2 separate regions of the Mus musculus genome follow, and region 1 is linked to region 2. A link is a contact called in public HiChIP or PLAC-seq data. All regions are on one chromosome and are shown on one strand. Each heading gives the region's core, a stretch centred on a gene start, on an enhancer-like site or on the middle of the called end of the contact. The rest is flanking DNA. Distances are from core to core; before and after follow the strand shown. Region 1 overlaps Tln2 (talin 2). Region 2 holds the start of Tpm1 (tropomyosin 1, alpha).

Region 1 (4,157 bases), core at 177-2,676, 230 kb after region 2:
CACAGAACTCCCTAGAGAAAGCTTCTAAAACCACAGACTCCCATTACACAAGCTCAAACAGAAGGGGTGATTTTCTTCTGTGTCGTAGCTACGATGAGAACACTACTGACACAATTCTACAGGACCACATTAAAGTGAAACACATGTTTTAAGAGAGAGGTGAACAGCTGCCAGTCAGAGGCTTGCTTTCATCTTCAAGGGTCTTAGGAGTACAAACTCTTAACAGGAGTGGGGCAATTCCGAAGAGAGATGCGTGTGCTCCTGGCTGATAGACCATTAAAACAACGCTCCCGGAGAAACTGCAATCTCCTCAGGGATTTCATGCTGGGAGAAAGAGAAGGCCGAGTCTTGGTGCCAGCCAGAGAGGGAAACTGTCTTCTAAAAAGAGGGTTCACACAGTTTGACAACTAATGAGTCAGACCACGTGCATGAGAGGCCAGAGCCCAGATGATGGTTGGGACCACATCATGACGCAGATGACCTAGTTATACATACTCCCCCTAACCCATGTAAACCTAAACTTTAAAAATGGACTTGGGGGCTACAGGACTCCTTTATTTGTTCTTCTTCGCAATGTGGCTGCAATGAATGAATTATCCCCCGCCACTCACTCTTCCTTGTCTCTTTAATTGGCCCACTGAGGGTGGGTGGACAAACTGAGCTCATGGGCATACAGCAACTTGGGGACAGGCACCGAGGATGCCACAGAAGGGAAGAGATCCAGGGTCTGATCTTAACAACTCTGGGAATGAGGACGTAATTCAGGGAAGGCATCAGTAAATTACAGAATGATCTTTGAACCCCTCAGTAAACATCTTTGCTCTTGGATAGCACAGACATAAACTATCTGACTGTCGGACTGGAGAAAAGCTGACGAATCCTCTAGGCTTGCTTATTTTTATACCCCCCCCCCCTTTGGGTGCGTGTGTCCCTGCTCACATGTGTGTGAATGCATGTGTATGTAGCTGCATGTGTACATGTGTGGAGACAGATGCTTATCTTAGGTCCCCGCCCCAATCACTTTCCACCTCATTTGTTGAGGAAGGGTCTCTCACCGAACCTGGAGCTGGCCAGTGAGCCTAAGGTCTCCTTCCCTGTGTGTACTGTGGGGCACCGTTTTGTATGTGGATGCAGGGACCTGAGGCCTTTATTGTTTGGTGGCAAGCACTTTCTTGACTGAGCGATCTCCTCAGCCAGTGCTCTTCACTTTTGAGCAGTACAGGTTTCTAGAGTGTCAGCTCAGAGGTCACCTCCTCGCTAACATCCCTAGGTGTGCCTTCCTCACCATGCCTCCTCTTGTCCTCTGAAGCTCAGGGTCAGGCTTCATTTTCATTGAACAGCCTGGCCCTTGTCCATACACTGTGGTCTGGCTAAGCACAACAGCCTTAGCCATCCAAAGACATAGCAGGATCTCAACGACAACACACTTTAACAACCAGCAGCCCTCTGGGAGGGAAAGCGAGCAGGGCAATAATGAGGTCATTATTTTAGGGTCTGGAGCGACTCCCTTATTATTGCTCCTCACACACGGGAAAAATCACATCTGTTCTTTTTCGGACACATGTCTGAAGACAGCTTCCAAGGAGCCTTTTCCTTCCAGATGGGACTTCTACTACAAAGCCCAGGACAGCAGGCAAAGACATCAGAGCAGCTTGGAAAGCGGGAGAAGACAGGAGTGGGTCTCAGGCTTTAGGGGCTGGGGCAGGCAACTGATAATTAGAGCTCTCTGGAGGGAATGAGGATGTGGCTTGGCTGGAGTGTTGCATAAAGCAAACTTGAAGGGAATTCTATAGAAGAGGTGGGGAGAGATGATGCTTCAGGAGCTAAAAGGGCTGTGAGGGAGGTCATGAACATGTGCCTCTGTACTGTCTTGATTTATTGATCACCTGCCTGATACGCACAAGGGTATCAGCCCATGCTGGCCTCAAACTTCCCATGTAGCTGGAAACCTTAGACTTCTGAGCCTCCTCCCAAGAGCTGGGATTAGAGGTGCACGTTACCAGTCCCGGCTTATACAGTGCTGGAATAGAATCCAGGGCATGGTGGATGCTTGGCTAGCGCTCTACCAACTGAGCTACATCCCATATTCCTGTTGTTAAACGTTATTTGCATTCAGATTTAACCTCACTGCTTAGTAGAGGACACAAAGAAATGGATGAACTTGCTAGCTAGCAAGAGGTGGTCTGGGGATTTGACTACTTTTACATTTGACCCTGAGTGTTTGTTTAACCAAACCAGAACTATTGCTAACTAGTTAAGAACATTTCATTGTATTTTATTACCTATTTATTTAAAATGAAATTTAACATGCAGTTAGTATGTGCATGTATGTGTGCATGTGCGTGCACGTATGTGGAACACTGCGTGTCCTAGCACAAGTGTGTAGGTCAGAAAATAACTGAGGGAACTGGATTACTCTTTTGTCCATGTGGGTCCTGGGAATCGAACTCAGATCAATAGGCTTGATGGCGATTAACCATCAGCGGAGCCATCCAGCCACCCCACTTAACAACGCTGTAACTTTGTTTCTTCTACAAATGAGATAGCAACGCCAAGTCAACAGCAAACAGAGCTTAATAAACATTCCCCCAAATGATAACATCCGAGTTGATTCATTATGTGGCCTCTTAGCCAAGGGTCTAAAGAAGCAATCTTGATAGGTGAAGCCTGTTATCTCAGCCCTCAGGAGGCTTCGGGAGGAGGATCAAAATTTGAGACCCTCCCTGGGCTACATAGCCAGTTTCAGGTCAGTATGGGCTACATTCTGTTTCTAAAAGAGGAGGGGAGGGGAGGAAAGGGAAAAAATGAGGGTTAAGGAGACAGTATCAGCAGCAAACTTAATGACCAAAATGTCCTTTGGAGCAAGCCTGTTACAGTCTTCAGACAAAACACAGATTGAACGTTGGGATGGGGCAGAGGTCTTGTTATCAGTCCCATCACACCATTTGATCTAAGAACTAGTCTTACTGATGGAAACCAGTTCTAGCCACTACTTCCATATGGGGAATGTCACTATGGAGCGTCAGTACTGACTATAAATGTGCTCAGCCATGAGGGTCCTTAGGGAGTTTTGAGCTCAGTCTAAGCAGGTACACCAGCATCTTCAAAGTCCAGAACTCCTACTTGATATTCTATTGGCACTGAAGGTTTCATGTGGAAGTTGACAACACGTGGCAGTAAGAAAGCCCCAGAGTCAAGCCTGCTCCAGTCTGAGGGGTGCTGCAGAGGGGTCGGCCCAAGCTCTGGACTCCCACTGCTGACCACCACAGTCAGAGCTGTGTCCACTGTGCTTTTGGTCCTGCCCACTGATTTGGTAGCCAGAGTTATTATTTCCAAAAGACTCTGAACATCTGAGGGTTGATGCTGGCTCTTAATTATTTTAATAATTGCTAGATATATGAAAGATGGGATATAGAAAGGGCCAAGTGTCTCTGTCCTGAGTCCTGCCATAAGTCAAAGTCACTGTTTATAGTTGGATATTTAAAAAATATAGATTAAAAGGGGGCTGGAGGAAGGGCTCAGTGGTTAAAAGGGCTTGCTGCTTCTGCAGAGTGCTGGCATTTGGTTCCCAGAACCCATGTCAGGGGGGCTCACAACTGCATGTAACTCCAGCTCCATAGGATCTATAAAATACCTCCATTAGGCATGTGCACATATACAAAGGCACAAATACACATAAAATATGGATCTGTCTTAGTATTAACTGTCAACTTGACACAGGCTAGACCCACTTCAAGATCTCAGCCCAGGGATTGATTGCCTTTATCAGGTTTGCCTGTGGATATGTCTGTGAGGGATTTTCTTAATTTGAGGGCCCAGTCCGTTTTGGTTCACACTATCTGTGGTGGTTCTGGGTATATAAAAAAGCTGGCCGAGCATTAGACCAGAAATAACTCGGCAGGCAAGCAGCATTCCTCCAAGGTTCCTGCTACTTCCACGTTCCTGCCTTGAGTTTTGTCTTGATTTCCCTCCATGATGGACTTTGGCAGTGTAAGACAATAAGCTCTTTACTCCTCTAAGTTGCTTTGGGTTAGAGTAACAAAGAAACTAGAATGGGTGGTGCCATTTTCCCTGTTTAAGGCCACCACCAGCTCCCATGCCTTATGTAAACACCATACTCCTTAGCAAAGAAGATGAGATGCATCAGTATATCTTTG
Region 2 (3,943 bases), core at 860-3,359:
GGCTGACAGGTGGGGGCGGGGCGGGCAGGGGGCAGCCAGCTCGCTATGCCATATAAAGCACTGAGCTATATATAACTCCCTGCGTACTTTCTGGATCTAGTGCTTCAGACTGCAGACCCAAGCAAGTATCACCTTCCCTGGGCAGGTCTTAAGGCTTGTCTAGTGAGAAAAAGAGCCTCAAAGTGTCACAGTAGCCCTCAAATTTAGCGTCTGAAGTAAAAGGATGAGTCCATTTAAAGGCCAGGCTCTGTGGACTTACTCAGACTAGGTCCATCAGCGAAAACCACCGGGGGCTGGGGGCGCGGCAAACACTAGGTATTCTGTTTTGCACAGACCTTGGTGATGACATACACCTCAGAGGTTTTATACCAGCAGGAGGCGAAGTTCACCTCCAGCTTCACCCTTTTCAGCTCCCAGCTTCGTACCCACCCACCTCCAACCAAAGGGGAGGAGGTAAAGAAGAGGAAAAAGAGAAAAAGGGAAAGGACGGAATAAAAATGAAACGTGAGCAGCAGTAGAGGCGGCATCCAGTGCTCTGGGCCACGGCCAGGCTGTGTGCAGGTGTCCCTGCAGGAGGAGGTTCGCCCTCTTCCTTTGCTCTGCAGCCCCTGTGGTGGCCCCCCGCCCCCCAGAGTGGCCACACGGACAGGAGGTGAGGGAGGCAGTGTGAGCGTGCACTTACATCTGTGGCCTTTTTCTCCGCCAGCTCCAGTTTCTCCTGGGCATCTTTGAGAGCCTCGGAGTATTTGTCCAGTTCATCTTCAGTGCCCTTGAGTTTCTTTTGCAGTGACACCAGCTCATCTTCCAGCTGGGAGTTGGCAGTGGAGTACGGGGAGGGGGGAAGGGGGAGGGGGTGGGGTGCGGCAGGCAGCGTGATCCCGCAAGGTGCGGGTTGAGGGTGCATAGACCATAAAGGACAGGGACAGCGGGAGAGAGAGAGAGAGGGAAAGACAGGGAGGGAGAGAGAAAGAGAAAGAGTTAGCCATTCGTGTGCAGTGCCTCGCCGCGCGCCCGGGGTACCTTGGCGGCGGTCTCGTCGGCAGCCAGGAGGCTGTCCTCCGCCTTGTGCAGCTCCTCTAGCACCCGGTCCCGCTCGTCCTCCGACGCCCGCAGCAGCTTCTCTTTCGCTGCGATGTCCTCCTCGAGCTGGGGTAGCGGCGAGCGGGCGCGGGCGGCCGGCATGGACCGGGTGGGAGACACATAACAAATGGGTGCCAGGTTGGCTGGAGCCCTGGGGCTAAGGGATCGCTGCTTTGGGGCTCAAGGGACCCTAAGATATCTCTCCCAGAGATCTCACTCAGTGACTCATCTCGCACACCACCCCCCAACCCGGGACCACACGCTCCGGCCGGCCGAGGACAGCAAGCTCAGGTTCTCAATTTGAGGGACTGCCGAAACATGTCCTTGTTTGGCTAGCTTTCCGTGTGTCTCCCATTCTGTCCCATCTTTGTTCTTAGGAAATAATTCAGTGACTCCCTCCTCTTCCCTTCAAAGTCTTCATCCCGTGTTGAGGGATCTTTCTCCCCAACCAAAAAGTCCAAAGAACTTCGGACACCTTAGGACTTGAGCCTTGCTCCGCTCCCCCACCCTTCCCTCCAGGCAACCCGGGAACTTGTATCCTTTCTCTCTTCCTCTTTCAAAACTGATTCCCAACCCTAAGAGTCAAGAGCCTCTCTAGGGAAGAAGCTCAGTGGACCTCGCAGACCGTGGGAGTCAGAGAAGGGCCACGAGCGTCCTCGGACGAGACAGAAAAGTTAGAATCAGTCTAACTCTCGCGCTTCTCCTTTTCTTTTTTAAACGTGCGCCCCTGGACACCCTGGCTGGGGATGGGATGAGGAAAGGGAGCCAGTTCGGGTCCCGGGGCTGAGCGACCCACGCTAAGCTGGGGCATTGGAGGTTGGGGATAAATGCAGACCTGCTTGCTCCGGTCTTCCGCCGCCTTCTTATCAGCCTCCGCTTGCTCAGCTCGATCCAAGGCGTTCTCTTTGTCGAGCTTCAGCATCTGCATCTTCTTCTTGATGGCGTCCATGGTGGCGGTGGCGAGGGGCCCTTAGGCAGCGGAGCGAGAGGAGACGCGAGCGCGGTGGGGTAGCAGAGCCGGAGTGCGAGCGCGGAGCTGCCTGCTGCTCCCTGATATGTACTTTCCCAGGGGGGCGACCGCATTCCTTAGGACAGCCAATACTTTTTTGGAAAAGCTTGTTCCTCCTTCCCCCTTTCCCAGTCTCCTGCCTCCGCCCCGTGCCCCCTCCTCGCTCCTCCCGCGGGGGCCCGCACGCCCATTCGCTGCCGCCTGCCGGCCTCCCAGTTGACGGTGGATATGACTATATATGGGGACCCGAGCCTCCGAGGCCGCGGCCGGGCGAGGCCGTCCTATTTCTAAACCTGCACGCCTGGGAAAGAGCGCCGGGACCTCGCTGGAGAGGAGCCCGGCACTGGGCGAGAGTCTCTAGCCACCTCTCAGAGCCATCGTCTGGCGGTCAAGGTCCCCAGAAGAGCCTGCCCGGAACCACCCGGAATAGGGCAGGTGGTGTGTGCGCACCGGCTCACTCTGCCTCCAGGTCCTGGGGTGCTGCTCATTGTAAGGTCCGGGGGCTGCCAGTCACGGCCACTGCCCCTCCCCTCTGGGCCTGGGAGCTCTCGGTACCCAGCTGGGTCCTTGTGGCAGCACTCAGCCCACTCACCAGTTGTCGTCCTGGGCTCTCACGGTCTGGACATTTCAACCAGAGCAGAGAAATAGAGGTGGAGGAAGGTTTGAGGGCCATTCCTGAGACCCTGTCTCTCTGCCCCTGATAGTGGACATAGTGACACACAGGCAGTCTCGAGTCTTTTCACCAAACTGGGGGTGGGTAGTAAAATACTTTAGGGACTTAAGGCCCAAAAGTGCCTGCGCTGTGCTTTGGAAAGGGCAGAGGGAGTGTGTCAGTGTGTAGCGGTCTAGGCGTTTTTCTTCCCTGTGGGAGTCAGTGGTGTGAGTGTGAGTGTGTGTGTGTGTGTGTGTGTGTGTCTGGTCTTTAGTCATCGGCAGCTGTGATTTGTAACAGCTTCAATGCTGTAGCTTCCCTCCATTTATTCATTTGCATGTTTTACTAGAGTCGGTTACTTATTTGGGGGGCGGGGTCATGGAGGTGCATTCGTGCTTTGGTGGACTGTAGAGGTCAGAGAGCAACTCTTTAAGAATCCAACACAGGGGGCTGGTGAGATGGCTCAGTGGGTAAGAGCACCCGACTGCTCTTCCAAAGGTCCGAAGTTCAAATCCCAGCAACCACATGGTGGCTCACAACCACCCGTAATGAGATCTGATGCCCTCTTCTGGAGTGTCTGAAGACAGCTACAGTGTACTTGCATATAATAAATAAATAAATCTAAAAAAAAAAAAAAAAAAAAAAAAAAAAAAAAAAAAAAAAAAAAAAAAAAGAATCCAACACAGGTCTTTGTGCTTGATAGCAAGCTCCTTTACCTGCTGAGCCATCTTGTTAGTCCAGTTTCCTTGCTTGGATCCTTACAGGGAGTTGTCTCTCTCTGTAAGGCATTTGGATGCTGGTGCTGAAAACATGGTACAAATTAGCTAAGGAAATGGTTCTATCTGTAGCCTGATCTCTGCAGAGGGAAAGGGGCCAGCCAGCTCAGCACTGAAGACAAGAGGATTGTCCCTCCGTATCGCTTTAAGTTTACCTCAAGCCAGTCCCCAAGGAGGAGAGATGCCTGATCTTTTCCAGTTCAGTGAGGCTTCAGGAGGGGAGAACCTTCCTGATGGCCAGCTGAGACAGGGTTGTGAGGGTCTTGTGACCAGTCCCTACAGAATAATTTACAGCCTGTACTACATGGATATCAAATATTCCCCAGACAGTGTCTGAGTAGATTAGGCAGGCCAAATGACTTGCTAAGCCCTTCAAGAAGAGAATGATCATATTCCTCTTTAGGATTTTATCAGGTTTCTGGCTGC

What was found. HiChIP or PLAC-seq counts read pairs in DNA pulled down with a chosen protein or histone mark.
Region 1: an H3K4me3 HiChIP or PLAC-seq map of embryonic limb bud shows a contact between it and region 2, with 5 times the contacts expected there. The contact joins the enhancer-like site here to the promoter of Tpm1 in region 2. A contact is called at or near these places in 15 of 39 promoter capture datasets (the 3T3-L1 cell line, the HPC-7 cell line, HPC-7-derived erythroid cells and 9 more), 4 of 15 datasets of contacts at CTCF or cohesin (the NIH/3T3 cell line, large pre-B cells, pro-B cells and 1 more), 66 of 484 Hi-C or Micro-C datasets (the AML12 cell line, the C2C12 cell line, the C3H10T1/2 cell line and 41 more), 29 of 115 datasets of contacts at active chromatin or transcription factors (the 230-238 cell line, the NIH/3T3 cell line, the SCID.adh cell line and 20 more) and 2 of 9 other capture datasets (embryonic stem cells and embryonic tail).

Annotation. Positions count from the first base shown.
Region 1 is chr9:67,281,400-67,285,556 of GRCm38.p6, forward strand. The region is part of intron 41 of Tln2 (talin 2); the gene reads right to left. Among named protein-coding and RNA genes, the nearest start is that of Mir190a, 47 kb to the left of the region's middle. Within about 2 kb of position 1,427, at least 4 of the 459 cell types and tissues checked have an H3K27ac peak or open chromatin away from gene starts, as enhancers often do. A contact at or near this core is called in embryonic limb bud and embryonic tail, where this site is marked.
Region 2 is chr9:67,047,104-67,051,046 of GRCm38.p6, forward strand. It overlaps Tpm1 (tropomyosin 1, alpha), which reads right to left and starts at 2,110. Exons shown (of 10, transcript NM_001164248.1): 1 at 1,916-2,110; 2 at 683-808. The coding sequence starts at 2,029.